Regions from separate parts of the Sus scrofa genome. Here region 2 is linked to region 1. A link is a contact called in public HiChIP or PLAC-seq data. All regions are on one chromosome and are shown on one strand. The core of a region is the stretch at or near the end of the contact, and the rest is flanking DNA. Distances in the headings are between cores, read along the strand shown.

What was found. HiChIP or PLAC-seq counts read pairs in DNA pulled down with a chosen protein or histone mark.
Region 2: a contact with region 1 is called in an H3K27ac HiChIP or PLAC-seq map of alveolar macrophages. The contact joins the promoter of ZBTB8OS here to the promoter of BSDC1 in region 1. A contact is called at or near these places in 1 of 5 promoter capture datasets (liver), 9 of 47 Hi-C or Micro-C datasets (brain, embryonic fibroblasts, epiblast stem cells and 4 more) and 2 of 2 datasets of contacts at active chromatin or transcription factors (alveolar macrophages and skeletal muscle).

Annotation. Positions count from the first base shown.
Region 1 is chr6:88,837,879-88,840,578 of Sscrofa11.1, reverse strand. It overlaps BSDC1 (BSD domain-containing protein 1), which reads left to right and starts at 1,371. Exons shown (of 12, transcript XM_005665183.3): 1 at 1,371-1,728; 2 at 2,035-2,095.
Region 2 is chr6:88,985,661-88,988,360 of Sscrofa11.1, reverse strand. ZBTB8OS (protein archease) reads left to right here and starts at 1,362. Exons shown (of 7, transcript XM_005665186.3): 1 at 1,362-1,886. The coding sequence starts at 1,790. It overlaps RBBP4 (histone-binding protein RBBP4), which reads right to left and starts at 1,269. Exons shown (of 12, transcript XM_013999126.2): 1 at 969-1,269; 2 at 254-401. The coding sequence starts at 984.

The DNA.
Region 1 (2,700 bases), core at 122-2,621:
TATGCTGTGGGTGTGAGTCTTAAAGAAGGAAAGGAGGAGTTCCCATTGTGGCTCAGTGGTTAACAAATCCAACTAGGAACCGGGAGGTTTCGGGTATGATCCCTGGCCACTCAGTGCGTTAAGGATCTGGCGTTGCCGGTGAGCTGTGGTGGGTCACAGACGCAGCTCGGATCCTGCATTGCTGTGGCTCTGGCGTAGGGCGGTGGCTACAGCTCTGATTCGACTCTAGCCTGGGAACCTCCATATGTCGCGGGTGCAGCCATAGAAAAGGCAAAAAGACCAAAAAAAAAAAAAAAAAAAAAAAAAAAAGGAAAGAAAAGAAAACAGCGAAGAACCTTGAGGAGATGCCTGTGAGGTAGAAGGAAAGTCAGGAGGTCATGATGTCCTGGAAGCCACGTGAAGAAAATGAACATAAAAGGAAAGAGATCAGTTGCATTAAATAAGATACTATAAAGAGCTGAAAATTGGTCATTGCCCTTGGCACCCTAGCAAAAGTGATTTAAAGTACAGTGGAGAGGTAGAAACCTCACTGAAGTGAGCTCAAGAGAGAATGGAGGCGTTCCCACTGTGGCTCAGTGGGTTAAGGTCCTGACGGCAGCAGCTGCGGTGGCTTTGGAGATTCAGGTTCAATGCCGGGTGCACTGGGTTAAGGATCCACACTGCCGCAGCTGTGGCATAGGTCGCAGCAGTGGCTTGGATTTGATCCCTGGCCCAAGAACATCCATATGCGGCAAGTACGAGTGAAAAAAGAAAAAAGAGAGAATGGAGGAGTTTGTTGCAAAGGGGAACAGGGAAATGATGAGGGTCAAGTTTTTGTTTGCTTACGATGGGGATAATAAAAGTATACATGATGACACAAATAATCCGGTAAAGAGGGGAAAGAGAACGCAATGGGGGAAAATAATTACTAAAGCTACGCCTTCAGACAAGAGGTAATGGGATCCAGTACAAAGTATGAGGATGCAGGTGCAGGCAAGCAAATGAGGCAGCATGGGCAGTGGAAGCCTGCTCTGGAAAGTGTCTCCAGCTCACACACACACACACACACACACCCCACTACACACTCAATCCCCTTCCTCCAGACTGTCTCCGGATTTCTCCAGATCCCATCCAGCTCACGCTATTCTGAGTTAAGTCGCCAAGAACTGAGGTAACTAAATGTGTGTCTCCCCAATATCCTGAGACCGTCTCCCGAGGCTGCATCGAAGTCACTTCTGAATTTTCCTCCAAACACCTCCAAGCCCTGGCCCAGAGCTCCGCAAACTGCGGTTGCTGAATTAGCCCAAAGAGCCCCAGGCAGCTGCTACGCTGCTGGTTTCATAAAGGGGGGCGGTCCTAGCCTTGAGCTTAGGGCCTACGGACATTCGAGCAGCGGCCAGGCTCGCTCCCTTTATTCCTCTACTCCCAGCTCTCTAAGCCCACAGCCAGAGGGCTGATCTTGGTCCAAAGCGGCCACCGTATCGCATGTCCGCTGATATCGATAAAGGTTCTAGGTTGGTGGGGTGGGGCTAACAGTGAGGGGGAGGGGCCTGAAGACGAAAATGGGTGAGGATTGGACCGAGCGGAGTTTAAGTCCGAACTCTGGACGGAGACTAGAGGCAGCTTAAAGAGGCGGAGCCTAGTGAAGGAGCGGGGCGGAGATTGGGCTGAGGGCGGTGTCGGCCTGAGGATTGGGCCCCGCTCTCCGGGGCGGTGCTTGAGGGGGCGGTGCCGTGTCGGAAGTCAAAGGTCAGTAAATAGTGATGATGTCATGCGGGCAAGATGGCGGAAGGGTGAGCCCGTCATCTAGTTCTCGGGCGTTGGGCCCTGAATTCTCCCAGGGTTGGGGTGCTGGGCCAGGGTCCCCGCGGGGAGCTGGAGGCCAGCGTGGGCGTGGACGGAGCTGAAAAGGCGGGGAGTCGCAGAGTGAGGGGGTGGGGAAGCGGCTTTCGAAGCCTCGGTCCGCGGGCCACATCTGAGGGGGAAGCTGAGACCCGATTTTTGCGCGGGCGAAAGTCGCACCGCGGGGCCGCCAGATGTGTCTGTCTTCCACAGGGAGGACGTGGGATGGTGGCGGAGCTGGCTGCAGCAGAGCTACCAGGCAGTCAAGGAGAAGGTAAGCCGGGCCAGCGCCCTTTCTAGGGTAGGGCCCCGCGCCGCCTCACTGCAACCTGGTCCGAGCCACCCCGCCTGACCTGTGTGGCCGCCAAGCCTCTGGGATGAAACCGACTGAGGCCCTACTTTTAGCTCCTGTTGGTCTAAGGGAGAACACAGCCCGACTCAGACCAGTGTCTAACTACCGTGAAATAAAGACAGTCTTAGAGGCTGGAGCGACCGTGTCGTGGAAACCCATGGGAAGGAACTATTTATTTTTGCTTGGAAAGTACACAGCTTCGTAGAAGAGAGAACATTTGATCTAGACCTTGAAGAAAAAGGATTCTAGAAATAGAAGCTTACTCTTATATTCATTCAAATATTAAGAGTCTATGCCACAGCCAGCACTCTCTGACAGGTCCTGAGGATACCGATGTTAGCCAAACAGATGCAGTCCTGGGTCTCCCAAAACTCAGTCCAGTGGGGAGACAGCAATCCCTGTGGGATGAGTGAGACTTGGCTTTGCCAGTGGACAGTGCCCTGTGCATTCCTGTTTCATTCCATGCTAGTTTGTCAAAACCAACCCAACTGAATTCTGGAAAAAGTTAATTACTATTTACCTCAAGC
Region 2 (2,700 bases), core at 113-2,612, 150 kb before region 1:
CACAACATTGTAAATCAGTACCTCAATAAAAACAAGTAAATAAAAAGAAAACATCAGTATGTTCTCTCTTATATGCTAAACTGCAAAATAATTTTACATTTTGCCTTACTTTCTGGCCTAGGAAAAAAATGTCACCAATAGGCTTTGATCACGTGTCCTCTACGGGTGACTGGAGAGAGGAAAACAGGGAAAATCAATGTGAGAAATCTACACTGAGGACACAACAAAACAGCATTCGAGAGATTCCTATCACCTGGTTACATCTGGAAGCCACTGTGCAGTTAGGCTGGGCCACTCCAGAGCATGGGTCATCACCAAATCGTAAAGAAAAGGGGTGTTCTTTTTCCATATTTTGTACTCTTCGTTGATCACACGTTCTTCTACTGCGTCATCAAAGGCTGCTAAAAAATTAAGAACAAATTAAGTTAGCGACCACAAACGGAAACCGAGTAAACACTTCCAAAGCTACCGTCACGGCTCCTGAATCCTGATTCTGAAATGGAGATTAGTCTAGATCTCCCGGAGGCGCAGGCACCACCACCGCTCTCCAGCTTCGCCGGGCGGGAACTGCTCGGGTAATCCCGACCAGACACTCCGTTAGCCCTTCGGGCGACGGCGCCCGCCGTCGAGCGCACAGAACCGACGGTGAGACCGAGCACCGACCCCTGCGGGTAGGGAGAGCGGCCGGGAGGACCCGGAGAGAGGCAGGTAGACCGACGGGGAGCGCGGGAGGGACCAAACACCCCCCCCGAGGCCACCACGGCCAGCCTCACACCGCTGCGCCGGGCCTCCGCTCCAGAGGGGCTGGCGCGCCATGAGCCCGCCCCGCGGGGCGATTTTTCCTCACGCCTGCGATGGCGGGGACGGCCCTAGGCAGAGTCTGGCCTGCCCCCACCGTTAGGCCGCGTTGAGGCCGCGGCGCAAGCCTGACTCCTCCCGCCCTCCTGGGGCGGCCCCGGCACCCTCACCTTCCTTGTCCGCCATGGCGTACAGGCAAGCCGGGGGGATCCTGGGGCAGAGCGTTGCGAGAGGGGCGGGGAGGCTGCGAGCGCTCCTTCTGCGCGCGCGGCCTCTATTGTTTCCTGCTGCCCCTGCGTGAGGGCCGACTCGCGCACCTTCGCGCCAACATCGGCCAATCGGAGTGCGCCGAACGTCGGTGTGGGCGGGGAAGCCGCGATCGCAGCCTATCCAGACGCGCGGAGCAGCTTGCCTCCAGGCCCAGGCGCGCGCTCTGCCCCTGCCCCCACACGGCCCCAAGCCGACTTCCTCCGATCACGCGCGCGCGCTCGCGCGCGCGGGAGTAGTAGAAGTGCACCCGCCCGGGGTCACGTGAGAGGTTTAGTCCGCACGCTTTTGGGGGCAGCCATTTTCGTGAAGGGTGTTAAGCTAGCGACCCCTTCAAAGTAGTACTTTAGATGGGAAAATGTAGGATGCTTCCGGGTCTAGTTATCTATTGTGGGGCTAGGCGGCAAGAAAAGGCCTCTATCATTCAGATCGAAAGGTGTCTAATTCGTGTCCCTTATTCCACGTCCTCCAAATTATTTGTTTCCTTAGTCGTAGGAAGAACTATTAAGCAAGAGCAGAAAGTGGGTCCTTCGACTTTTAATGATGTGCTCCAAACCCTGGGACACAGAACGGAAGTCTAGAAGGATTAAGTACCTCCCAGGGAATGGAGCCCTGGTCCTTTAAGGGTGTGCCAAGGGGCGGAGTCTAGAGCGGAAGTTATAAGTCAGGGCCGAAGTCCAGCTGAAGAAGGGCGGAAGCTGAGTTTGGGTCCAAAAGCACAATCATGGCGCTGGAAGGGGAAGATTTTAGAGATTACAATTTGACTGAGGAGCAGAAGGCGATCAAGGCCAAGTATCCTCCAGTCAATCGGAAGTACGAGTGTGAGTAGGTGTCTCACTTCTCTCATTACCTGGGGCTTCTGGCCTCGCCTTCCACTTTGTCCCCTACGGTACTTCCGGCACGTTCCCTTTTAGCCCTGTTTGTCTCTTCTGTGCTTGTCCCGCGGATGCTGAAGGGAAAAGCCACCCGGTCTGAATCGGAAATCTGGGCTTCCACATTTAGTCTTTTGAACTTTTTCTACGTGTGCCTATTCACGCTTACTTTGTGGGAATTTTATTGGTGTATTAATTCTAAACACAACCGTGTTTTCAAGCGTTTGCGGAGTTGTCGTCTCCTAAGAGTGTGGCTAGGTTAGGGGACTGAAAGCTCTCAGTAGGGAACTTCTAACTTGGTGTTTTACCTGTATCGTGTTAGTAAAAAGACCTGGTTTTGCCATATTTAGTTAAGTGACTTTAGGCAAATCACATAACCTTTCTTTGCATTCAGTTCCTTCATGTGAGGGATAATTGAGATAAAAATAAATGTGAAAGTGTAGTGCAGACTCTGAAGTTCTATATAAACCTTAAGCTATCATCCCTAAAGGTGGCTGTGGTCTGGGAAGGACTAATCTGACTCTAATATCCCTGCTTAAAATATTTCATTAAATTCCCCTTGTCTTCAGTATAGAATCCAACTATTTACCATAGCTTACTAGGCTTAGTTCTTTCTGGACCCTGTATGTCTCCCTACGCTCATTTTTCTCTCACTTAGCAATTTTTAAAAATTACTTTTAATAAGTTCTATACATGATGCCAAATTCAAAAAGTACAGGGAGTTCCCACTGTGGTACAGTGGGTTAAGAATCTGACTGAAGTG